2 separate regions of the Mus musculus genome follow, and region 1 is linked to region 2. The links are chromatin contacts, called in public promoter capture Hi-C maps. All regions are on one chromosome and are shown on one strand. The core of a region is the stretch at or near the end of the contact, and the rest is flanking DNA. Distances in the headings are between cores, read along the strand shown. Region 1 holds the start of Kctd12b (potassium channel tetramerisation domain containing 12b). Region 2 holds the start of Usp51 (ubiquitin specific protease 51).

Region 1 (5,216 bases), core at 822-3,321, 690 kb after region 2:
TATCAGATACTTATTTTATGATTCATAACAGTAGCAAAATTAGTTATGAAGTAGGCAATGAAAATAATTTGAGGTTGGGGTCAACTCAACATGAGGAACTGTATTAAACGGTTGCAGCATCAGGAAACTTGAGAAGCACTGTTTTAGGGAGTCAAGCTGAGTAGCCAGTTTGCCACTTGTGTTAACAAAACAATGTTAGCTACTTTCAAAAGGACAGAGCCTTTATTCTGGGAGAAGAAATCAGAACAAAAGTCAGGACGGAACTGCACTGGAACTTCTGCTGCTGCCTTTCTCAAACATTTTTAAACATAGATATAGAAATGTTACTGTGAAAAGCTACATGTGACACTACTCATAGCTAGGAGTCTCAATACGTGAGCAGTTTTTGGTTGGTTGGTTTTTGTTTGGTTTTGATTTGATTTACTTTTTTCTTTCTGTTAGAAAGAAAATGGAAGTGGTTTCTATAATAATGAACATATCTAGTTCAAAACAGCCCCTTGTGCACACATCATTGCATGAAGTAAAGAAGGACATGCAGGAAGACGCTTATCTGTTTGTATGTGTTTGCAATGTAAAAATTCTTTTCTACGTACAAAGCTTCCTGCATAACTTCTTTCTCCCCTTCTCCTGCCCAATGTTCTCTGTCAAGCTGGTTTTGCTTATGGGGAAACAGACAAGCAACAAACACAAAGAGTTCTCTTAACCTAACCCTCAGTCAGTTTTGGAAATGCTTCTTCCCCCTTTGTGTGTGGGGGGTCTGGGGACGGGCAGAGGGCAGCCTTTTAAGAAACCCTAAAATGTCTCATTTATTCTCTTTCATGAAGAAACAGGAGGCTGATGAGGGTGTGTTAGTAGTGCCCTCAGTTAATCAAAGAAATAAGAGTCCCTGTAGGAGGAAGTAAATAGGGTGACATTTAATAAAGGGCTTAAATCAGGCTGCAGAGAAGACAAATAAAAGCAGCTGTATACCGAGCCCAGAAGAACTGAGTTATTTTTTCTAGCGTTTTAAAGGCAGTAAGGAAACTAACCAATGTATCGCTCCCTTTCTGCCTCTGAATAATTCAACTTGTAACCAAGATCCATGTTTTTCAAAGACAAAAGTCAGCTGTAGCAAAGTACACTGAACTGTAAGCTCGTCAAAATGATATGTGACTGACAGAAAAAATGTGCAGGAAGACATTTCTAAGAAAACAAGACACTTTGTAACCAGCCAGTTTTCTATTTTATTAAGCCTGAAATCCCTATGTCTTAATCCCCCTTTCCTACCTACCGCCCTCCATTTTCTTCTGGAATCTTTTACTTTCTTTTCTGTCTCTTGGCTTCTGTCTCTCTCCTCTTTTAAACCAATGTGTTTTAAATATTTACTTGTTTGTAAGAACAAAGCCACACATTCAAATTAGGAAAGTGATCCCCACCTTGTATGCTGCTCCAAGCCGGAGATCCAAGAAATCAAAGTAGTTAACAGCTAAACTGGAAGTGCAAGCAAAGGGAGAAAACAACTTCAAGTAAGAATTAAGAAACAATTCTTTGCCTCAGCAATATTCCCTTGTGCTTCTAACTAGCTTGTATCTGTGACTTGTTGTTCGCTCATAAAAGAAAAGGTTAGCACCCAGAAGCATTAAACCCAATCAAAATACTTTAAAAATTCAACGGATGCTAGAAAGCAATATGAATTTTTCTGATCGCCCCCCCCCCCCTCGGAAAGCGCTTCGGTTGCTTTTGGAACTCTAAACTGCTTTCCAGTCTCAGGCTTCACAGTAGATCTCTCAATAGAGAAGCAGCAGACGTGCCTATCCCCAGCTCAAATTCAGAAGCTCTGAAATTCCAGAAGCGATGGACTGGAAAGAAAAGACAAGGAGGGTGATAAAATAGTTACCTTGAGTCTCGAGCCAGGTACTGCCAAATCGAGCTTCAGTGCCTGTCTGCCTCAGTGCTGTGAGGGCTCACCTCCACAGAGGAATGCCTTTCTGTTCTTCCTCTCCCTTGCTGTGTGTTTTGGTGCTTGATTTGAGTTTTCCTCTTTAAAACTAGCAGTCTTGTAGACCCTCCTCCTCTGCTATGACATACTTGACTTCCTCTCCAGCTCAGCCAGCCTCCCGCTCTATTCTGCAGCCAGACAAGAAGCAAAGCAAAGCAAAGCAAAGCAAAACAAAACAAAACAAAGCAAAGCAAAGCAAAGCAAAGCAAAGCAAAGCAGAGAAAAGGCACGGAAGGGGGAAGGGGCGAGAAACAAAGGTAGTGGTGACAGGACAGGAGAAATTTGGTTCATCTTGGTTACAGCAGAGCAAGTAAATATTTTGCAGTCATAGTACATGAATGATTTGTAAGGGGCTTGTCGTTTGTTTGTTTCTGAAACAGGGCCTTCTTACATACCTCAGGCTAGCCTTGAAATTTACATCCTTCAGTGTCAGCCTGGAGTACCTGGTTGTGCTATGGGCAACCACAATCACACTGAATGAATTTTTCAATGAAGAATTTGTTGGATTCTGAACTTAATATTAGGTATATTTACTTTAATGCCCAAAATCCTAAAAGTCAGATTGTATGCTAAGAGCTGAAAATAAAGAAATACTAGACACTTCTTCATGAGAAGAATTAAACATACTGTGTTTCACTATTATGGATGAGAAAAAGCACAGTATTGTAAGAACAAAAAAGAAGCATTCCAGGGCTATCTAGGGAAATCTGAAGGCTTCCTGGGGGATTAACTAAATGGAGTTTTACCAGATGCATAGGAATTACCCACAAGATAGGATTAGCATTGCAGGCAGAAAGGACAGAGTCAACAAAGAGCAGGGATGGGGTGGGGAGTTGGGAGGGTGGGGTTACACACATACCATGTATTAGACACTCAACTGTTTTTTAAATGCTAGAGTCAAGATGTTAGGCTACCTCACTCCAAAAATTCCACGTTAATGTTCTCCAGTTGTGGTATAAACCCAACTAGAAAAGTGAACCCCTTATCTAAATTATTTTGTTGTGTATGCATTTCTCCCTCTCTAAGCATCACTGAAATCGTTGGATTTAAATATGGATTTCTTCAAAATTGGGCTACATCTCTCTAAATTCTTTTTTATTAGATATTTTCTTTATTTACATTTCAAATGTCATTCCTTTTCCTGGTTTCCCCTCTGAAAACCCCATATCCCATGCCCCTGCTCACCAACCTACCCACTCCTACTTCCCTGTCCTGGCATTCCCCTACACTGGGGCCTTGAGCCTTCACAGGCCTCTCCTCCCATTGATGACCAACAAGGCCATCCTCTGCTACATATGCACCTGGAGTCATGGGTCCCTCCATGTGTACTCTTTGGTTGGTGGTTTAGTCCCTGAGAGCTCTGGGGGTACTGGCTGGTTGATATAGTTATTCCTCCTATGGGGCTAAAAACCCCTTCAGCTCCTTTGGTCCTTTCTTTAGCTCCTTCACTGGGGACCCTGTGATCAGTCGAATGGATGGCTGTGAGCATCCACTTTTGTGTTTGTCAGGAACTGGTAAAGCCTCTCAGGAGAGAGCTATATCAGACTCCTGTCAGCAAGCACTTGTTGGTATTTGCAATAGTGTCTGGGTTTGGTAACTGTTTATGGAATGGATCCCCAGGTGGAGCAGACTCTAAATGTCCTTTCTGTCAGTCTCTGTTTCCACACTTTGTCTCTGTATCTCCGCTCATGGGTATTTTGATCTCTCTTCTAAGGACTGAAGTATCCAAACTTTGATCTTCCTCCTCCTTCTTCTCTTCCTCCTTCTCCCTTTTTATTAGATATTTTCTTTATTTACATTTCAAATGCTTTCCTCTTTCCTAGTTTCCCCTCCGAAAATCCCCCATCCCCTCTCCTCTCCCACTGCTCACCAACCCACCCACTCCTGCTTCCTGGCCTTGGTATTCCCCTATACTGGGGAATAGAACCATCACAAGATCAAGGGCCTCTCCTCCTATTGATGACTAACTAGGCCATCCTCTGCTACATATGCAGCTAGGACCATGAGTTCCACCATGTACTTTCTTTAATTGGTGGTTTAGTCCCAGAGAGCTCTGGGGGGGTACTGGTTAGCTCATATTGTTGTTCTTCCTATGGGGCTGCAAACCCCCTCAGCTCCTTGGGTACTTTCTCTAGCTCCTTCATTGGGGACCTTGTGCTCCATCCAATGCATGGCTGTGAGCATCCACTTCTGTATTTGTCAGTCTTCTTGAGCTTCATGTGGTCTGTGAATTGTATCTTGGGTATTCCAAGCTTCTGGGCTAATATCCACTTATCAGTGAGTGCATACCATGTGACTTCTTTTGTGATTGGATTACCTTACTCTGCATGATATTTTCTAGTTTCATTCATTTGCCTAAGAAATTTATGAATTCATTGTTTTTAATAGCTGAGTAGTACTTCATTGTGTAAATGTACCATGGTTAGCATGTAGGAGAATGCAAATCAATCCATTCTTATCTCCTTGTACAAAGCTCAAGTCCAAGTAGATCAAGGACCTCCACATAAAACCAGATACACTGAAACTAATAGAAAAGAAAGTGGCGAAGAGCCTCAAGAACATGGGCACAAGGGAAAATTTCCTGAACAGAACACCAATAGCTTATGCTCTAAGATCAAGAATTGACAAATGGGACCTCATAAAATTGCAAAGCTTCTCTAAGGCAAGGGACACTGTCAATAGGACAAAATGACAACCAACACATTGGGAAAAGATCTTTACCAATCCTACATCTGATAGAGGGCTAATATCTAATATATACAAAGAACTCAAGAAGTTAGACTCCAGAGAAACAAATAATCCTATTAAAAATGGGGTATAGACCTAAACCAAGAATTCTCTACTGAGGAATACCGAATGACTGAGAATCACCTAAAGAAATGTTCAACATCCATAGTCATCAGGGAAATGCAAATCAAAACAACCCTGAGATTCTACCTCACACCAGTCAGAATGGCTAAGATAAAAAACTAAGGTGTCAGCAGATGCTGGTGAGGATGTGGAGAAAGAGGAACACTCCTCCACTGCTGGTGGGATTGCAAGCTTGTACAACCACTCTGGAAATCAGTTTGGCAGTTCCTCAGAAAATTGGACATAGTATTGCTTGTGGACCCAGCTTCTCTAAATCTTAAAAGTTCTTTCTCAGTCAAATGGACATTTTGGAGAGCTGAGTTTTAAAATGGTTCAGTTTGGAGTGAGGATTTACTTGCATGTAGAAAGCAGGAAACTAGACTGAGTG
Region 2 (5,254 bases), core at 382-2,881:
CACATCCCCCTTAATGGAGAGGATGTTAATTTGCTGGAGTCTCCAATGAGTGATGCAAGGAATCAGTCAAAGTGGCCTGGATAAGAGCAGTGTGCAAGCAAAGGTTAATGCTGAGAGAGACTTCACTCTGTTTTAACACTCTCTCTCTCTCTCTCTCTCTCTCTCTCTGTCTCTGTCTCTCTGTCTCTCTCTCCCTCCTACTCACACACAGGAGAAAGAGTAAGACAGAGGCAGAGCCAAAGAAACAGAGAGAAAGAGATGCAGAGAGGCAGAGAGATGGAGGACTATAGGTCCTGAAAGCAGCCTACTGCTGAAATGTCGTCATTTTGTATGTTTTATTATTCTACAAGTTTGGTTTGATCACTCCAAATTACAGTTAGACAGTTACATTATTTAAATTTTTGACCATCTTCCTGCTTCCCTTGTTTGAGTCACTGCTGTTTTAGAATGTGTCTGTGATATGTCAATCTGAAGCCTCTGTTTGTAATGTTCACATTCCTTGGATACAGACAAAAAGTCTGGGAAGTGGGTGGAATGTGTCCCTTTGGGCTCCCCATTCATACTACTGAACCATGGTTTTTAGTTATTCAACTTGGGATTGATCATACTGTTCCCATAATAAGTGTCAGGCCAGCTGTGGCTGCTATCTTCTCTTTGGGTTGGTTTCCTGAATGCATTGAGATAACTCTAGGAGTGGAGACCCAGGTTGGAATAGGGAAGTGTGATAGATTTCAGTAGGAAGAATTTTTTAACTGATTCTGAAACAATGTGGCAAATATTTAGATATATATTTTCCTGATTCCAGTCTTTTTTATTTGCATACTTCTCCCACAATTTTTGTGCCACTGTATGTGGGTATATGTGGAGAGAACTTGATAAAATATTTCTGAGTTCTGGAAAGATCTCTGTGAGGCCGATCACCCTCTTCCGGGTTTACACATTCACCCATAGCATTGTTCTTAAGTGTGCTGACGCCCTGCAATGTGCTACTTAGTGATTTTAACCTGAACACCCAATACTAGGGTTACTAATATAAGGGGTGACCAAAAGTATATGTTGCCACTCTGTGTAAACATCTTAGGATCTTTCACCTTTGACCGATGAGCTCTAAGTGTTTACAGTTTATCCCTGTAGGAACAGCATGTTGCTGGGCTGAGGTCTATTTTATCCTGAATCATATGCGTATTTTTCCTCTCCCCAACACTCAGAAATAATAACCTCTCCACTTTACTCTTGAGATTTTAATTTTAAAGCTTCCGGAAGGAACACTGTAGAATTTGCCATCTTAGTGAATCCCTAACCCTACCTTGGTTAGTTTTGTTGTTGTTGTTTCAGGGTTTTTTTTTTCCCCCGTTCTTTCTATTTTTTTTCTTTTTTTTCTTTCTTTTTTTTTTTTCTTTTTAAGAGTGCCATAACCAGATGAAGCCTGAGCCTTCCCAAGATCTTTTACTAAAATCTGTGGCTGTTGTTACCTCTGGTAGAATCCCTTTCAGAAGGGGTTTTTCTGCCTAGGGGGACAGCGGTACTATTCATCCCTGCTGGAGGCCTGATTCCGGGGCTGGGGGCCCATACGTGGAGAGGGGAGGGGCCAGGGGGCGGCCCCCTTGTGACCAGCCCCGAAGAGAGGTCATAGAGAAGACTGGCAGAGGAGCGCCTGGACAGCAGCAGCAGCTGACTTTCTAGATGAAGCGCGCCTTGGGGCCCCAGGTAACAAACCCAGACCTTTTTACAAATCCGCGGGCTTGGGGAGCTGCGGTGGTTGCGGGGAGGGAGCATGCACTTTGGGGGTCGCGTACTGTGGATGGGGGTGGTCACGCGTGAAGGGAGTCTGAATTCTGGGGGAAACCCTAGGAAATGAGAGGACAGGAGCAAGAAACGGGGTGTGAGGGCACAGGCACGAAAGAGCAAGAGAGGGCGCTCGAGCGTGGCACACAGCAAGCGCGCTTAGGAGTAGAGGCTGGAAGCATAGGTAAGAAAGGAGGCAGGGGACACTTTCGTCCACTGAGTCAGTTTTTTTTCAAAGATAACCTCCTTTCAGCCATATTTAACATACATTGTTGACTCGAGGGGTTTAAAGATGCAAGGAAAGAACGTAGAAAAAGGTGCGCCAAAGCGAGGCTGCACAGAGCGCCGAAAAGACAGCGGGTTATGCCTTTTTAAAAGAGTTGCCATCCTTTTCACCCTAAAGCTCAGGACAGTCCCCTTCCCCCCTCCTTCCCCGGTACCAGCAGTTCTGGCGGCCTTTGGAGCAGGTAGCCGCGGGCTCGGGCTCGGCACGCCACGCGAGCCCCCGGTGCAGGGGCGGAGCCGCGGCCGCGCGCGGGGCTCGCGGCAGGGGGAGGGGCTGAGGCTAACGGCACCGCGGCCATGACGCCGGGCTGGCCGTCCACACGAGTTCCTGTCTCCCTCCACCCATAGTCATAGCTCATTCCCAGACGCGTTTCTTCCCAGGCTTGGGAGTGAGCCGATGGCCCACGTTCGAGAAGCGTCCCGGTCCTCCCGCTCTGTCGCCTGTTGGAGTTCGGGAGGTGGTCGAGGAGCCTGTCTGGAGCAGGCAGCTGAGAGTGCATCGAGATGCGGGGTACACAGGGAGCCCAGGAGATGAAGCCGGAGCTGTGGCCGGAGCCCAAGCCCACGTCGGAGAACTTAACAAGTAGGGGCAGTGGCAGCTATGAGAAGGTGCTCCCTTCTATCCCGGCTGCTTGTCACACCAGCTCCAGCTCGGTTTGCCCGCGCCGCAAGCCCCGCCCTCGGCCCCAGCCCAGGTCCCGCTCCAGGGGAGGGCGTGGGCTCAAGGCCCCACCCCCGCCTCCCGCCAAACCTCCGCCTCCCCCGCCAGCGCCGCCACCTCCACCCCTGCCCAAGCAGCGGTCGGTGGCCTGGCGCAATTCCAGACGTAGATCCAGGCCTGGACCCAGACCCCAAACACGGAAAAGCTACTCTAGTGACCATGGCTCCTCTAGGGATTCAGATGGCTCAGAGAACAGTTTACTGGAGGTAGGGTCTAATAAGGGTCCCACAGGCTGCTGTCATGTAGAGAGCTTTAAAGTAGCTAAAAACTGGCAGAGAAACCTGCGGATGATCTATCAGCGTTTCATTTGGAGTGGAACCCCGGAGACTAGGAAACGTAAGGCAAAGTCATGCATCTGTCAAATATGTAGTACTCACAAGAACAGACTCCACTCTTGTCTGTCCTGTGTATTTTTTGGATGCTTTACTGACAAACATATTCACATTCATGCCGAAACAACGCAACACAATTTAGCAGTAGACCTCTGTCATGGGGTTATATATTGCTTTATGTGTAGGGATTATGTATATGACAAAGATATAGAAAAGATCGCCAAAGAAACAAAAGAAAAAATTCTGGGACTGTTATCATCCCCTACAGGAGATGCATCTTATCAGCAGTTGATGGCATCTGAGGTGGAAGAAAACCAATTAACCTGCGAGTCAAAAGATCAGGAGACCAGTTTGGTAAAACCCAAGAAAAAGAGGAGGAAAAAGACAATGTATTATACTGTAGGCTTCAGAGGATTAATTAATCTTGGTAATACTTGCTTTATGAATTGTATTGTCCAAGTACTTACTCACATTCCGCTACTGAAAGAGTTCTTCCTTTCAAATAAGCACAAATGTATGATGACAAGCCCCAGCTTGTGTTTAGTCTGCGAGATGTCTTTACTTTTTCAAGCTATGTACTCGGGGAACCAAAGTCCTCATATTCCCTATAAATTACTACACCTGATATGGATCCATGCAGAGCATCTAGCAGGCTACAGACAACAGGATGCTCAGGAGTTTCTTATTGCCATATTGGATGTGTTGCATAGACACAGCAGAGATGATGGTATCGACCAGGAAGGTAACTCCAACTGCTGTAATTGCATCATAGATCACATCTTTACAGGTAGTCTGCAGTCAGATTTAACATGTCAAGTTTGTCATGGTGTCTCTACTACCATAGACCCATGCTGGGACATTAGCTTGGATTTGCCTGGGCCTTATACTCCAGGGAGGGCTAGTAGTAGCACATCGAGTAGGGATGGCCAGAAGCCACGAGTCATCTCACTTACAGATTGCCTGAAGTGGTTTACAAGGCCCGAAGACCTGGGTAGCAGTGCCAAAATCAAATGCAGTCAATGCCAAAGCTACCAGGAATCTACCAAACAGCTCACAATGAAGAAATTACCGATTGTGGCCTGCTTTCACCTGAAAAGATTTGAACATTTAGGCAAACAGAGACGAAAGATTAATAGTTTTATCTCGTTTCCTTTGGAGCTGGACATGACCCCGTTCTTGGCTTCTACTAAAGAAAGCATAATGAAAGGCCAGCCATTAACAGAGTGTGTACCCAGTGAGAATAAGTATTCTTTGTTTGCAGTAATTAACCACCATGGAACTTTGGAAAGTGGCCATTACACCAGTTTTGTCCGACAGGAAAAAGACCAGTGGTTCAGCTGTGATGATGCTGTAGTCACCAAGGCTACAATGGAAGAATTACTCAATAGTGAAGGGTATCTACTGTTCTATCATAGGCAAGATATAGAGAAAGAATAATCTCATCCAGAATGATTTCCAGACCAAAAAAAATTTAAAAAGTGAAAAAGAAGAGAAAACAAAAAAGAAAAAGACAAAGAGACAACACAAGCCTACCAGGATGGACAATTGTAATGCCATTACAACAACAAGCACCTCTTAAAAGAAACACAAAAATCTACCTGGAGTGGACAATGACCATATATGACAAGTGGCACTTTGGCATAAAGGAACTATTTTACCCTGTCCCATAAGTCTATGGGAGGAAGACATTGAATTTTCAATCGGTGACCATTAGCCTTAAGAACTGGGGGGGGGGGGGGGGTTCAGAGGGAGGAGAGGTTGAAAAGGTCACATAAAGCAAATTAAATGAAGTCTCAACATGTAGGAGGATCTTCTCAAATTACATTTTATTTCTTTAAAGATATTGTGTTAAGTGGGGGGGTATATTTTAAGAATGGGGTTTTTCATTGATTGTAGTTATAGTTTTGAGTGTACAGAGTAGTCTGGAGAAAACCAAATATTTTAAACAAAAAACTTTAAAGCTTTAAAAGAAAACAATTAAGAAACACTTTTGAAGGTTTTAAGAGAACATTTTAAATGTTAAAAATTTAAGTTAAGTATTTTAGAAGAAATATTTTTAAATGTTTTTAATTTAAAATTATTCCAAATTGTTAGTATGTAAAAATAGAGTATGGAAATAGAGTATTCTAAA

Evidence for each region. Promoter capture Hi-C pulls out the DNA fragments that hold promoters and counts their contacts.
Region 1: a contact with region 2 is called in a promoter capture Hi-C map of cranial neural crest. The contact joins the promoter of Kctd12b here to the promoter of Usp51 in region 2. A contact is called at or near these places in 2 of 39 promoter capture datasets (cranial neural crest and frontonasal cranial neural crest) and 1 of 115 datasets of contacts at active chromatin or transcription factors (astrocytes).

What each region holds. Positions count from the first base shown.
Region 1 is chrX:153,694,209-153,699,424 of GRCm38.p6, forward strand. It overlaps Kctd12b (potassium channel tetramerisation domain containing 12b), which reads right to left and starts at 2,072. Exons shown (of 3, transcript NM_175429.4): 1 at 1,877-2,072; 2 at 1,416-1,470.
Region 2 is chrX:153,004,838-153,010,091 of GRCm38.p6, forward strand. Usp51 (ubiquitin specific protease 51) reads left to right here and starts at 1,632. Exons shown (of 2, transcript NM_001137547.1): 1 at 1,632-1,707; 2 at 2,452-4,624. The coding sequence starts at 2,575. The coding sequence ends at 4,560.